5 separate regions of the Mus musculus genome follow, and regions 1, 2, 4 and 5 are each linked to region 3. A link is a contact called in public ChIA-PET, Hi-C, HiChIP or PLAC-seq and capture Hi-C data. All regions are on one chromosome and are shown on one strand. Each heading gives the region's core, a stretch centred on a gene start, on an enhancer-like site or on the middle of the called end of the contact. The rest is flanking DNA. Distances are from core to core; before and after follow the strand shown.

What was found. A called contact is a pair of places that touch in the nucleus more often than the background predicts. ChIA-PET counts read pairs in DNA pulled down with a chosen protein or histone mark. HiChIP or PLAC-seq counts read pairs in DNA pulled down with a chosen protein or histone mark. Capture Hi-C pulls out chosen DNA fragments and counts their contacts.
Region 1: a contact with region 3 is called in a Hi-C map of CD8 T cells, with 5 times the contacts expected there. The contact joins the promoter of Suds3 here to the enhancer-like site in region 3. A contact is called at or near these places in 1 of 39 promoter capture datasets (hippocampal neurons), 13 of 484 Hi-C or Micro-C datasets (CD4 T cells, CD8 T cells, Th1 cells and 8 more), 14 of 115 datasets of contacts at active chromatin or transcription factors (bone marrow-derived macrophages, craniofacial prominence, embryonic forebrain and 9 more) and 3 of 9 other capture datasets (adipose tissue, embryonic stem cells and liver).
Region 2: a capture Hi-C map of embryonic stem cells shows a contact between it and region 3, with 3 times the contacts expected there. The contact joins two enhancer-like sites. A contact is called at or near these places in 2 of 39 promoter capture datasets (cranial neural crest and hippocampal neurons), 1 of 484 Hi-C or Micro-C datasets (the N1E-115 cell line), 1 of 115 datasets of contacts at active chromatin or transcription factors (embryonic stem cells) and 1 of 9 other capture datasets (embryonic stem cells).
Region 4: a contact with region 3 is called in an RNA polymerase II ChIA-PET map of memory CD8 T cells, with 57 read pairs. The contact joins the promoter of Fbxo21 here to the enhancer-like site in region 3. A contact is called at or near these places in 19 of 39 promoter capture datasets (the 3T3-L1 cell line, 3T3-L1-derived adipocytes, the C10 cell line and 14 more), 2 of 15 datasets of contacts at CTCF or cohesin (the NIH/3T3 cell line and large pre-B cells), 1 of 484 Hi-C or Micro-C datasets (bone marrow-derived macrophages), 15 of 115 datasets of contacts at active chromatin or transcription factors (T-cell acute lymphoblastic leukemia, craniofacial prominence, embryonic basal ganglia and 9 more) and 4 of 9 other capture datasets (adipose tissue, liver, macrophages and 1 more).
Region 5: an H3K27ac HiChIP or PLAC-seq map of thymic regulatory T cells shows a contact between it and region 3, with 4 times the contacts expected there. The contact joins two enhancer-like sites. A contact is called at or near these places in 6 of 484 Hi-C or Micro-C datasets (cerebral cortex, cortical neurons, embryonic cerebral cortex and 2 more), 12 of 115 datasets of contacts at active chromatin or transcription factors (T-cell acute lymphoblastic leukemia, astrocytes, embryonic basal ganglia and 9 more) and 2 of 9 other capture datasets (adipose tissue and liver).

The regions. Positions count from the first base shown.
Region 1 is chr5:117,114,585-117,117,334 of GRCm38.p6, reverse strand. Suds3 (suppressor of defective silencing 3 homolog (S. cerevisiae)) reads left to right here and starts at 1,342. Exons shown (of 12, transcript NM_178622.5): 1 at 1,342-1,663. The coding sequence starts at 1,522.
Region 2 is chr5:117,779,462-117,782,161 of GRCm38.p6, reverse strand. No RefSeq gene overlaps it. Among named protein-coding and RNA genes, the nearest start is that of Nos1, 86 kb to the left of the region's middle. Within about 2 kb of position 1,396, at least 33 of the 459 cell types and tissues checked have an H3K27ac peak or open chromatin away from gene starts, as enhancers often do.
Region 3 is chr5:117,508,789-117,511,488 of GRCm38.p6, reverse strand. All of the region lies in intron 3 of Ksr2 (kinase suppressor of ras 2), which reads right to left. Among named protein-coding and RNA genes, the nearest start is that of Gm42013, 26 kb to the right of the region's middle. Within about 2 kb of position 1,313, at least 39 of the 459 cell types and tissues checked have an H3K27ac peak or open chromatin away from gene starts, as enhancers often do. A contact at or near this core is called in CD8 T cells, Th1 cells, memory CD8 T cells and 2 more, where this site is marked.
Region 4 is chr5:117,975,386-117,978,096 of GRCm38.p6, reverse strand. It overlaps Fbxo21 (F-box protein 21), which reads right to left and starts at 1,327. Exons shown (of 12, transcript NM_001346588.1): 1 at 1,058-1,327; 2 at 104-239. The coding sequence starts at 1,296.
Region 5 is chr5:117,137,513-117,140,246 of GRCm38.p6, reverse strand. All of the region lies in intron 1 of Taok3 (TAO kinase 3), which reads right to left. Among named protein-coding and RNA genes, the nearest start is that of Taok3, 19 kb to the right of the region's middle. Within about 2 kb of position 1,451, at least 132 of the 459 cell types and tissues checked have an H3K27ac peak or open chromatin away from gene starts, as enhancers often do. A contact at or near this core is called in thymic regulatory T cells, where this site is marked.

The DNA of each region.
Region 1 (2,750 bases), core at 93-2,592, 390 kb after region 3:
CACTAGGCAGAGACCATAGGTTTTTGCTGCTGCTGCTACTGCTTCTGCTTCTCCTCCTCCTCCTTCTTCTTCTTCTTTTTGTTTTTTGTTTTTCGAGACAGGGTTTCTCGGTGTAACCCTGGCTGTCCTGGAACTCACTCTGTAGACCAGGCTGGCCTCAAACTCAGAAATCCACCTGCCTCTGCCTCCCAAGTGCTGAGATGATTCCTCCTATTCCTCCTCCTCCTCCTCCTCCTCTCCACCTTCTTCCTCTTCCTCCTCCACCTCTTCCCTTTCCTCCTCTTCCTCCTCTTCTAAGCAAAACTGTAACACTATGTTTCACAGGGCTACACAGATTAACACATGGAGAGATTCAGTTTCATGGCTTGGTTTGTTTTTTTTTGTTTTTAAGACAGGGTTTCTCTGTGTATCCATGGCTGTTCTGAAACACGAATTGCAGACCAGGCTGGCCTTGAACTCAGCCTGCCTCTGCCTCCCTAGTCCTGGGACTAAAGGTCACTTTGCTCAGCGTTGGCTTCTGAATTTAAGCCAATGTAGTTCCTGGAGGGAAATGCCCTATTTACTCAAGTAAAAATTAGCAGGTTATTAAATTACTGTTTTAGGCTAAAATACCTTAAAAATTATGTTTGGGGAAGCACAAGGAAGTTATCCTGTGGACAGCTGTGGATCTGGGATGCTAGACTGACGCCACCGTTTTTTCTTTTTTCTTTTCTTGAAAGGAGAAAGAATGACAACTCTTTTGATCATTTGTAAAACCGGTAGAACAGCTTACCCAGTAAATCTACTCAAAAGAAAGTACTGGCAAGGCCTAGGGACACACTTTCACCTGACCGGTGGATGAAATGGCAACAACTTGCCTTTACCATAATTTTTAATAAAGCCCCCATTAAGGCAGGGGAGCAACCACGCACAACATTTTCTGTATCCCACACACTCTGGCTGGCCAGGCGTCCAAGCCCACCGCGGGAACCGTTCGTGCCATTCACCTGCATGAATCAGAGACCATGCTACCTATCCAGGGCTCTGCAAAGCCTCCGCCCATCAGGTCGAGTCCATCCACACTTTAGTTTTGACTCCAGGCGCCGCCTGGTGGCCACTGCCAGAAGTGCCACCTCCAACTCCGGGGTCCTGACTGCTGGCGCGGCTGCCCCTGGATATGCCTGACTCCAGAGACTCCCGCCTCCGCCCCTTCCGCCGTGGCCGATCGCGGATTCTTAAGACAGTGACGCCGCCGCGGCCGCCGTGTCAGAAACCGTGGAGCCCCGGCGTCTCACCTACCGTCTCGAGGACGGCCTGATCAGGCTGTCACCGAGCAGCCCACGACCCGGAAGTAGCCGGCTGCGCGAGGCCCCCGTTGCCCAGCGCGGGCGCCGGGGTGCGGGGTGGGGGGCGGAGCTCGGAGCCGAGGGGAGTCCCGGTGCCCGCGGCTCGGAACCGCGCGAGGTTGCGGGGCTCCGGGGACGCAGCCAGGCGGCCGCGATCTCCGCGGGACCGGCTCCGCCGCGGCCCCGAGGCGGCGACATGAGCGCCGCGGGGCTGCTGGCTCCGGCGCCGGCTCCGGCTGCAGCGCCGGCCGCCCCGGAGTACTACCCGGAGGACGAGGAGGAGTTGGAGAGCGCCGAGGACGACGAGCGCAGCTGCCGGGGCCGAGAGTCCGACGAAGGTGCGGGTGTGGGGACGGGGCCCGGGTGCGGGTGGTCAGAGGTCGCCAGAGCTCTTGCGAGCCAGGGGTCCCCAGCCCAGCGTCTCTCATTTCCGCACTCGGGTCGGAGCAATGCTCGCCCTGGCTTTCTCGCTCCCAGCTTCTCTCCTCCCACTGTTTTAATGCCCCTAGCTCCGCTTGGGGAGCCGGAATGGGACAGGCGATAAGTCTTCCTTTGGCCGGCACCTCTCCCCCGCCCCCAGCTTTGTGACCTTAAAGCTGTCTTGTTTACCCACCTCCTGCGTGGTAGCTTGGAGTCCTCATCTCCTAGGTTGGGAGGGGTTCAATGGAATCGTGTCCTGCCACGGCGAAGTGGGCGAAAGGGGAGGTTGGGATTTGTTTTCAGGTCCGAGTAGTCTGCATTTGCGTGATCGCTCCTCCAGCCTCAGGTCTCGATCCGGGACCTTGTTTATTTACCTTTTGGCGGGTGTGAGGGACACCCAGAGGGATTATTGAGGAAGGAGCTGGCTAGGTGGGGGAGAAGCTAGAAGCAGAAGGGGCAAGGGGAGGTCTTTGTATGGGCGGAGTGGACAGTATTCAGGCATAGAGTCGGGCTGTAAAAAGCCAAAAGCTACCCCCAACTGCGGGCAGGATCTTAAGTCTCTCAAATGCGTAGTAACATAGCTAGCTGGCTCTAGACAGGGCTTCCGTGAAAGTTCCTTCCACCGAAGGAAAGGAGGCGGCTTTGTGAGGACTTGGGTCTGCTCCGGCCTCAGTGCACGCAGAGCAAGTTATAGGAACTGAGTGCGTTTGTTTTAACTATGGTTAAAAAACAAAACAAAACAAAACAAAAACAAAATCAAGGTTTAACTAGGGATTTTTCAATGTGAAAGGTGCACTTCTTTTAATGACCACGAGGGGGTACAGCGAAGACAAAATTGACCCTCTTCACTCAGGCCATTGGATCCAGATCTTTGCTTAAGACCAGTTTAAATTAAGCAGTTTAGAACACTGATTTTTCTGAGGGTCCAGGTTGGAGTGGCTCACGACTGTCTATATGTCGCAGGATATTTGATCACACTGTGAACCCCGAGACCGTGTTATTTAT
Region 2 (2,700 bases), core at 147-2,646, 270 kb before region 3:
AGATATCATACAGGAAACGCACATGAAGGGAGCATGTACCCCGAGGACGGCGGAGCTTGACAGAAGTTGGTTGCACGAATACAGACATGGCTAGCCAAGGATCTGCCTATTGCTCTAACGTGTCGACAGCTGCCTTCACTTTCCTGGGTCTTACCCAGGTGTGTCCTCCAACTTTAGAACTTCCACCTTCACTAGCTCCAGGTGGTGCCACCATACAAACCCTTCTGTGGCTACTCCAGAAAGCTCTCCCAGCTGAGAGCCCAGGCTCCACGACGAAGCCCAGGGGCCAAACATGAGTCACGTCACATTTTACAGGCCTCTGTAAACCTCCCCCTCCCTCTCACCAGAGTCCGTCCCACAAGCAGGCAGCTGCCCCATACATACATACATACATACATACACTGTCCATCTTGGGGATCAACTTCTCCGTGATACAAACCCTACCGAGCTGAGCCAATGACCCTTGAAGCAGGTGCAAGCTGGACCTGGCTTGGTCTTCTGTGCCCTAGGACACATGGCATCTGGAGCTGGAGCCTCTCCCCCTTCGAAGAGCTGCTTTGGTGCAGAGACCACTCCGGCTCCTCTGTGGGGCCACCCACAGCAAGGGCTCTGGGGCCAGTAGGTTATAGGAACTCAGTCTTAGATGCCCACCCAAGGGGGGCAACAGAGGCAAGCCTTCCCTGTGGGGTGTCCAGGAGAGAGTCAGGGACTCCTCCAAATAGCCTCCGACTGAGCTGGTCCCTCATCCACCCTTCAGGCCTCCTTCAGACGCAGTGTGGGGGTGCCCTCTGCAACTGCGTGACTGGAGGAAGGACACTGGATGGCATACGGTCCCCTGGGGTCTCCTTGAGGGGAGGCTGAGGAGAAGAGGGTCCAGGCTATTGGCAGGCCCGGAAAGGCCTCTAAGGAGCAAACTCTTCTGGAAGAGCCCCCCCCTCCCCTGATGCCCAAGTGCCCGCACACACTCAGCTTCCCTCCCATCCAGGGGACAGAGCCCCCCACCTGCTACTCACGGGCTCCTGCGAAGCCTCCCCCTGGCATGGTGGTGTCGCCCCTCAGTCCGGGCTCCCCATCTGGAGAGACTGCAGCTCTAATCAGCAGCCCTGCGTGGTGCGGCCAAGCGACTCAGGGCCTTAATTGACACCAGGTGGCCCCTCCCCAGGGGCAGGCTGGGAGGCGGCTCAGCACGGGGCCCAGAGGCCAAGCCCTGGGCAGGAGGGGGCGGCACACCCAGGCTCAGGCTGGTCAGGCTTCCCCTGGAGAGGAGAGAGGTGAGGGTGGCTAGCCAGCCCCCAGGCAGCCCTCCCTCCATCACGCCAGCCCTGCTTCCCTAGACTCTGACCTTTCTTTCATTCCAGAGGCTGTGGTGGTTGTGGCGGCTTCTGCCAGGGATAGAGGTGGCTCAGGTTTCCCTCAGCTGGCTGGCACGGCCTGGAGTCGGGATTGCAGCCATGAGTCTTCTGTGTCTAGGCTGTGGCTGCTGGATCTGAATCCAGCCTTTCACAGCGGCACCCAGGAATCCTGGGAGCGTTAACTGAGCATTTACTATGTGCCAGGATAGGTGCCTGTGCTGCCCCCCCCCCCCCAACACAGCTCACAAGCTCCACAAAGTGGCTATTTAGTAACCATTTGTACACAAAGCACCTGAGGCTCAGAGAAACTAATTTTCTTCTTCAAAGTCACACAGCAGGGGTGTAGGCCTATACCCCTCGCTCAGCCTGACACAGAGTTATGACTTCTCACAATGCTGCCTGCAAAGGAAACAACATCAGCCCCTTGTTTGGATCAGGAAAACTGAGGCTCAGGGGCAGGGAGTCAGTTCTAAAAGACACACAGCCAAGTAAGAAATTACGACCTGCTGATGGGTATTTTGTGCCAGGCTTCTGATATCTTTTCTCCTGACCCACCCGTGCCCTGACTGATCCAAGGGTTCCAGTGTGGACCCCCAGCTGGGGATGCGAGAGGAAAAAAGAGCTCTGGACATGGAGTCAGGAGATGTGGCGAGCTCGCTGTGTGACCTCAAGCAGGTTCCTCTACCTCTCTGGGCTTTGCTGCAGCTATTGTGGACGATGGACTGATAAGCACTTTGAGTCAGAGGAAGGGTTTGGAGAATGGAAAAGCAGTTCCCATTCTCCCTAAGCACCTTCCCCCATAGCCCCGGGGGCTGCTCTCTCTCTCTCTCTCTCTCTCTCTCTCTCTCTCTCTCTCTCTCTCTCTCTCTCTCTCTCCTCACTGCTGGGGAGTGGCACTCAGTTCATTCCAGTGCATGGCTCGGTAAATACACAGAGTCTACTATGTGCAGGGATTTAAGGACAGGTATCATAGTGCTGCCTCCCATTCAGAGACAGAAATTAAGACACATCCCCCTTTTAAATTTATTCTTAGTGTATAATAATGGTACAAGGTGTAATTATTTGTGCTACATACTTGATGAATTGAGGCAGCAATTATTGTGTCCTTATTTAATAAAAGAACCTACTGAGTGCCTACTGTGTGTTAGGCATTACTCCAGGTGCTGGGGCTGTAGCAGCTGACAGGCCTGTGTCCCTTTGGATGATTAAATAATTACTGTATCATTATCCCCAGTCAAGACAGGTTTCCCCACACACACGTGGTTGAGTAACACGCCTGTCTGCTGTGGTCTACCCCCTCTGGAGCTCCAAAGTGGAGTGTGGGATTCTAGAATGTTCTTAGGGCTAA
Region 3 (2,700 bases), core at 64-2,563:
AGAGGCGCCTCTGGGACAGATGGGAGGGACCCTGAGAGTAGGCCCTGGGAAGGGGGCCATGGCGTCCTGCCGGCACACGCGGTTGTCCCTGTAGGCCTCTCTTGGAAGGGGAGCTGCTCTTCCTCCATCCTTCTCCAAGTCAGAAGCAAGGCTCACAATGGAGCAATCAAGACCACTCTTCGGGCTTTGTTCTAGTCAAAGGAGACGGGGGTGCTTCTGGGGGCTCCATTCAAAGCCCAACTGGTAGGAAGCCACAGAGCATCTGAGGCTGCTCTATTTCAGGGCCTCTCTGCTTCCTGTTCCCAGCTTCCTGTTCTCCCCCCATCCCCTGATACCCCGGAGGGGCCGGGAGGACCAAATACACCAGCAAAGAAAGACCTGGGCCGGGGAGGGGCAGCTCCTTGCTCTAACCCTCTCTCTCTCTCTCTCTCTGCACGGTCCCCCAGCTCCGTGAAGGATGTGCAGTGTCCCACCCTGCTCTGAGCGGCTCCCCTATGCTGTCGCCAGCACAGCTGTCTGAGGTCATGTGACTGACAGGCGTGAACGCTTTGCAGTGGCCTCTGTCTCATGGGCACCAACCACTTAGTGCCCAACCAGTCTTTAGCGGCCCTGGGGTTTTCTCCATACCCCCTACCACCACAGAAGCCTGCTTGTCCCCACAACTTCCAGAAGAGTCACTCACTTTAAGTCTCTGCACAAGCCCCCGGTCCCTGAGAATGGCTGCCAACCCTGGAGGCCCAGCAGATACAGAGTAAGCACTCAGATCAGTGCTTCTGAACCTGTAAGTCCCTGTTACAAAAAAATAAAATTCAAATTAAAAACCTAACGGAGCCGGGCAGTGGTGACGCATGCCTTTAATCCCAGCACTTGGGAGGCAGAGGCAGGCAGATTTCTGAGTTCAAGGCCAGCCTGGTCTACAAAGTGAGTTCCAGGACAGCCAGGGCTACACAGAGAAACCCTGTCTCGAAAAAAAAAAAAAAAAAAAAAAGAACAAAAACAAACAAACAAACAAAAACCCTAAAGGAACTAGAAATTAGAAAGAAAAAAGCAGCTAAGTAGCTGGTGGCACACCTTGTCCCCTGTTCATGTGACAATCACCACTACCACCCATCCCAAAGATCTGCCACCCTGTGGCCTGCTCCACTCTTCCTGCCATCCATGCCCCCATCCTGCACCGTGTTCTGCTGCCGCTGCTGCTGCTGCTGCTGCTGCTGCTGCTGCTGCTGCGCTGCGGAGTCTGCCTCAGCTCCGTCCTCACCCACACAGAACAAAACCATTCTCCCCCCTGACTACCCAGCGCACATCTCCACAGGGCAAACCGTACCAGGTGTGTGGCAGCAGCCGGAGAGTTATCAAATGTTGGGGTTTTCATCCACCCCAGATCCATGGGGTTAAGCTAGCCTGCCTTGAAGAGGCCTCTGTGTTGAATGAGTGAGTGATCTTCAGTTTCAGACTTGGGACGATCCAGCCAGGAGGAGACAAAACAGAGGGTCCAGATTGCACCCTGTGGGGCTTCGCAGTCCCTGGGAGGGAGGAGTCTGGTGGAGAAGGCATCAACTTACTAGTTTAAGACTAGACTTTTTAGCTACACGGAAAGGCGGGGGCGGGGGGGGGGGAGAATGGGGGTGGGGGTGGGGGTGGGAATTAGCCAGACCCGAGGCGTTTAGAAGCTTCAGGGAAGTAGTTACAATTTTTGAGGGCACAAGAGTGTTAAAAACAGGAAGGAGCCGTGGTGGCTGGCTCAATGCTGCCCCTTAGTGGATATGTACAGCAGGCACAGCATGCAGCTCTCCCAGGCACTTTGTCCAATGTGGATCAATTAATTCAACCTGGTCAGGATGCCAGAGACCAAGAGCCTAGGGCGGCAGTTGCCTGCCTACAACCGGAAAGTCCTGCTACAAAGTTTAGGGGAAGTTGGAGAGGTGGGGAGGGCTCTACGGTACAGTCCTCGGAGTCCCGAAGTGCGGGATGTTCTAGTGGTCAAAGGTCAGGAGTCAGCTCAGTTTGTGGGATCCCGAAAGGGTCTCTGGGGTGGGATGGGGTGGAGGAGCTTTGGGTCTGAGGATGTAAATGGGGAGGGACAGGGAGTTCTGGACAGAGGGGGCAAGCCTGAGACGGGACGCCCACACTTCATCCGGGGTGCCGCAGAATCCGTGGCTCACCAAGATTTAGGGGCAGAGTGTTCTCTGGAATTAGGAGATCTAGAGTTCAAATCCTGGCTCTCACATAACAAACCAGGCATCCAGCACATGCCTAGAAGCCCAGCCCTGAGGAGGGCAGAGACAAAAGGACAGCTGGGACTTGCTGGCTCCAGCTTCGTGAGTCCCAGGTTCCAAAAGTGCCTGCCTCAAGGGACCAGGTGGGGAGTGAGGGAGACACATAGCCTGCCCCTTCCTCTGAGCTCTGGGCACCACACGGGTGTACGCATCCACATACACAGAGATGTGGGTGTGCTGTACATGCACCTACACAAGCATACAAGTAATTATAAGTATATATGTTAGGGCTTGAAAGGAAATGGAGACCCATGGCCAAACAGGGCTAACTCCTTAGGTGTGTGTCTTCAGTCCCTGGAGAGAGACGTGCTTCAAGTGCCTGCTGGGTTGTCCTGGGCCAGGCAAGGGGAAGCGGATATTCAAATCACTTATTAAACTCTTACTGTGTACTGGATATTAACACACACCCCCTGGAGCAGATAAC
Region 4 (2,711 bases), core at 78-2,577, 470 kb before region 3:
GGCAGGCACACACGAACGAGCGCGTGCGCGCACGAACACACATACACACACACACACACACACACACACACACACACAGAGCATGACCAAGCCTGATGCTTACGTGCTCTGAAAAGAACCGCTTGGAGAAGGAAGCTACAATCTTCCGGGCTTCTAACCCAGCTTTCTGCCGAACTTTATATTCCTCTAACCAATTGACGTAGTCGGTGGGGCTGTAGTGCTTCATCAGGGAGGGCCACCTATAAGGGGGGGGGGGGGAGAGAAAACACCCTTTCTCAGCTCCGCAGAGACTGCAAAAAACCACGGAGGAGTCTGCGGGCAAGGGGGGGGGGGTGGACTTGGCAGAGGCTCTAGTTGCAATAATCATAGCGTATGCAATGCATTCCCTCACTACTCAGATGCAGTGACCTTGGCGTGGCGACACGAAAGGCAGCGTTTCTACCACCAGTAGCCGCCGCCCCCCCTCCGCCCCCCAATCTCTGCGCTGGCCACAATCACAGTGATGCTAACGGTTCTCGTGGATGGCGCGCCTCCCTCAGCATCAGGCCCTGCAAACCCGGGCCTCATCTTATTTGATTCCCCATAATGGGAAAAAAAAAAAAAGGAGGGGGGGTCTCATCACCGACCAGGAGACCCAGGCTCTGGAGAAGGGAGGTGGACCGACATCACCCCCTCCACCCCCAAGGTCACGAGCTGGACTGGCAGGTCCGATGCCGGCATCCTAAGGAGCTAGCCAGGAATGCACGCACCGCTGCTTTGCCTGCACGTCAACATCCTGCAGCGGCCACAAAAGATGCGCCTCCTCCTGCAGCCGGGAGGCGCGTGAAGGCCGCAGCCCCCCGGGGCGGAGCGCTCCGGAGGCCCCGGCCTCGGGCGGCTGCCGCGACCCCATCGGAGCTCCGGAGGGGGCCCCCCGGGCTGCAGGCAGGCCTTTGTCTGCGGCCGCGGGAAGAGGGCGGCGCGCGGCCCGGAGGCCCGGAGGGTGGCGGGGTGGGGCCCCACGCGAGGCCCGGCGCCGAGGGGCTCTGCGGGTCCCGGGAACGGGATGCTCGCTCACCTCACCCGGAACTGCTCCTTCCACACCTGCCCGCTGCTCTGGCACACCTCGCGCAGGCGGCGGCAGGTGCTGGACACGCGGCCGATGTCCAGCGCCGTGAGCGAGCCGCTGCACAGGATGTACTCCAGCACCTCGCCCGGCAGCTGCACCAGGCAGCTGGGGCCCGTCGCCTCAGCCGCGGCCTCCTCGGCCAGCGCCGGCACCACCTCCATAGCGCTGTCCCCCGCTACCGACGCCATCTTGTCCGCGTACCTGAGGGGGCCGCTGTGCGGGCGGGCGCGCGCGCGATAGGAGCCTAAGAAGCCGTACCACGCCCTCAGGGGGAGTGGCTGGGAACGCCCCGCCCACGCCAGGGGGTCCCGCCCACTCCGCTTGGAGGACTGGGAAGAGCCAGAGGCGAGAGCTGGCTGCTGCTGCAGAGATAAATGGTCCTTTCGCGTCCTGATTCTCCCAGGGGCATTTTTAAAAATGATAGCTGGGTGCTCGTCTTCGGCAGCGCAGATACTAAAACTGGAACGATGCAGAGATTTGCATGGATGCTGCGCCTAGGATGACACGCAAATTCGGGGAGGCGGTGGCACCTTTGATCTCCGCATTTAGGAGGTGGAAGTAGGCAGATCTCAGAGTTCGAGGCTAGCCTCAGCTATAGAGCGAGTTCCATGACAGCCAGAGATACACAGAGAAACCCTGTCTCGAAAATAAATATATCGAGGTTGCCCGGGCAGTGGTGGCGCACGCCTTTAATCCCAGCACTTGGGAGGCAGAAGCAGGTGGGTTTCCAAGTTCGAGGCCAGCCTGGTCTACAGAGTGAGTTTCAGGACAGCCAGGGCTACACAGAGAAACCCTGTCTCGAAAAACAAAACAAAACAAAACAAAATTGCCCTTTGGCCTTCACCTTCTCGATGGGACATGAGTCCACATAGACAATAACTAAAAGTTAAAAATGACTATGGTGGCTTACTTCCTAATTCCCAGCTCTCAGGAGACCGAGGCACGCAGATCAAAAGTTGGGCTATCTATATTAAGATCCGATCTCAAAAGCAATTTGAGACAGAGTCTGATGTAGTCCACTCTGGTCTTGAATTATGTATTGGAGAAGGACCTTGAGTTTCTGGCCCCCCTGCCTTTACCTCCCATAGCTTGTATTAAAGGCATACACCACCAAGATGTACTTCAGAGGTGGTAGTGCGGGGGTGAAACCCAGGGCTTGGTGCCGGTTAGCCATGCACTTTACAGCCATGCCATAGTCCCAAAATTAAGCTGTTGAAAATGGCTATCTTATACCAAGCACTTCCTGGAAGTGATTTGGCCTTCTCCACGGGTGACTCACTCTCCACTGGGTACTGAGGCAAGCATACTATTTGTTTTTGGGGACCCCTATTTCTAGCTCTATGATGGTGTGGAGAATAGTAGTAACCCCTGAATCTATGTCCTGATTTGAAGCAGGTCGAAGTATCGTGGGGAGCTCTCCTCTGTGTGACTGGGCTCCTTCAAGCCGCTGATCCCTTTGACTCTGCCTCCCAAAATGCTGAGTGTGATTTTAGAGGTGTTCATGGTGTCTGCTTTTAATTGTCTTCCACTCAACAATCCTTCATGATTTGGGGGACATATATGCCCTCTCTGGCAATACAACAATTACCATATGCTCTGGCTG
Region 5 (2,734 bases), core at 202-2,701, 370 kb after region 3:
TTTGTTCCCACCCTCTGAACTCGGCTGAGCGTGCACTGATCATGTCCTGCCACACCTGATGAAAAGCTGGCCAGCCTTTGGGACTTCGTATAGATCCCACCGCCACCGGGTGTAAAGAAGTACCCTGACAACTTCCTGATGGCATCTACCCTTTACATGACACGGCCACTCCTTAACTTCATTCCTTGTGACTAGCAATTTGAGGACGCTTAGGCATGCCTTCTGCACAGTGTCCTCATGGTGACGGGCAACTGGGACTGTTCACTCAGAATTAAAGACCATCTGTCCAGGACTCAAGCTGAAGTTCTGTGTCTATCTCGCTTCTGATGAAAAGATCCAGGAGACCAACTAACTAAATAAACAATATTTTGTGTATGTGTGTGGAATAATTAAGAGAGATGATTTTTAAGGAATTTTCATTTCTATTACTTTACAAAAATAATTATGAGCAATTGCACTCCTAGGCACATACTCCAAAGAATTGAAAACATATGCTCATATGAAAATGTATACATGGGGGCCGGAGAGACAGCTTTAGCCATAACGAGTGCTTTGTGCTCTCCTGAATTCCAGCACTCATGATTGTCTGTAACTTCAAAGCCAGGGAGTGCGCGCTCTCGCTCTCTCTCTCTCTCTCTCTCTCACACACACACACACACACACAGCAATGCATATGTGGATGCTCACATCAATGTTACGATCAGCAATGGAAACACCTCAAGTGCCCATCAACTGATGAACACACAGGAGACAGTGTCACCGGCATGCACTGCTGGTCTTAAAAGGGAATGGAGTATTGACCCAGGTGGCACATGATACAACATGGATGAGTCTAGAAAATATCATGCAAAGTGGAGGGCTCTCACATACTCACACAGTGCCACATGGGGTCTGATCCCACACATAATGAAATGTCCACAATCAGACAGAAAGTTAGTGACTGTCCAGCGCTGGAGTCTATGAGAGCAAGTGACGTGGGCACACACAGTTTTGTTCATTGGTTTAATACATTAAAAACCACCTGGAAGCCAAGCCTGGTGGTGGCACACGCCTTTAAACTTCCAGCACTCAGGAGGTAGAGGCAGGTGGATCTCTGGGAGTTCAAAGGCAGCCTGATCTACAACATAGGAGGAGTTCTAGGCGGGTCCGGACTATGTAGTAAGAGCTTGGGGGAAATCCTAGTGTTTAGGAGGTAGAGTCAGGAGAATTCAAGGCCAGCTTTGATGACCCAGGGAGCCATCAGGTTGAGCTACATGAAACCTTGGCTCAGCAAAAAGACAGCAGAAATAGGCAGGGGAAAAGTCAAACAGGAAGTGAGCCTGACACTGGGCTTGAAAAGAAGGTAAAGTCTGAGAGCTAGAGATACTTTTGGTGAAATAACAAGCACTGGTACCAGTGGTGAGCCTGGAACATCTGACTGACTGCAAAGGAGCTGAAGGGACCGCCCGCCCGCCTGCCCGCCCAAGAGCAGAGGAAGTGAGGCTGGATAAACACTCTGGGGACAGATTAGCAAGGGCGTGGAGAACCTCGCAGTGGAAAGTGGGAACCTCAGAGGCCCAGCATGCAGAGTTCAGTGCTGGAAGTGGCATTTGAAGAAGGCTGTGCAGCAGGGCGTGGCGGTGCATGCCTCCAACCCCAGCACTGGAGAGACCCAGCCAGAAGATGGAGTGTTCAAGGCCAGCCTGGCCAGCACACAGTGAGACCCTGTCTCAAATAACAACCAAAAAGCAAAGGAATGAAAAGGTTGTTGGGTATGAGCTGGGGAGGGTGGGTGGGTGAGAGACCAGGATGGAGGGAGCCAGCTATGGTGACCCATAAATGAAGACACAGGGGACGGAGTCTGAACGGGACGCAGGGAACAGTTTAATTTTTACAGCAGTATTGAGGAAGTCTAACTAGGGGCAGTCTAAGTACAAGGCAGACACAGAGGAATCCAGAAGCAGGAGACAAGAGGGTCATGCTATAGGTAGAGCTATAGACTTTCAAGTGTCAGGACCATGTCCACAGGGGCTTCAGAGCCTTAGCAAAGCTGTACACAGTTTCATGGTTTAGTCAGTCTAGTCTCAGTATCTCCCTACTTCACGTCTGCTTAGCTGCCATCCCAGGGAAATCTGCTCAACCTGTCTTCGACGCATCTAAGTTCACAGACTCCTTAGAGGACAGCAATCCCCAGAGATCGACGGTAAGACACCAAAACCAAACCAAACCAAAAATACCTTCTTTATCTTCTGGGTCTGCTAAAGAAAAACTCAACAAAACCCTTTTGTTCTCCCTAATCTGACCTAAAGTGCTGAAATACAGTCTCAACCTGACCGGGTGTGCAAGAGGAACCAGCACACACTGCACAGAGAAAATAAGTTCAAAACAAAACAAAACGACGAAACCAAACGACCCTCTGGCTGGAGAGCCAGCTCAGCGTGTGAACTAGAGTTAGATCCCCAATGCCCATGTGGATGAAGGGCGTGGTGATCATCCGTAACCTGCCTGCTGGGTGAGGCAGATAGAGGGGGACACTTACCCTTAACCTCATACCCTCATACGACTATGCACACACAGGAACACATAAATACTTTGAAAACAAACCCATACTTTGTTCTCCCTGTGGCTCTTCTAAGTTCTACCAAATGGAGGGGAATTTTCAGTGGGTGGACAAAGGGAGAAATGGGGCTGACTCTGAGTCTGTTGGACTGAAAAATAATTTGGCTAATAATTACTAAACCTACAGCCAATTCTG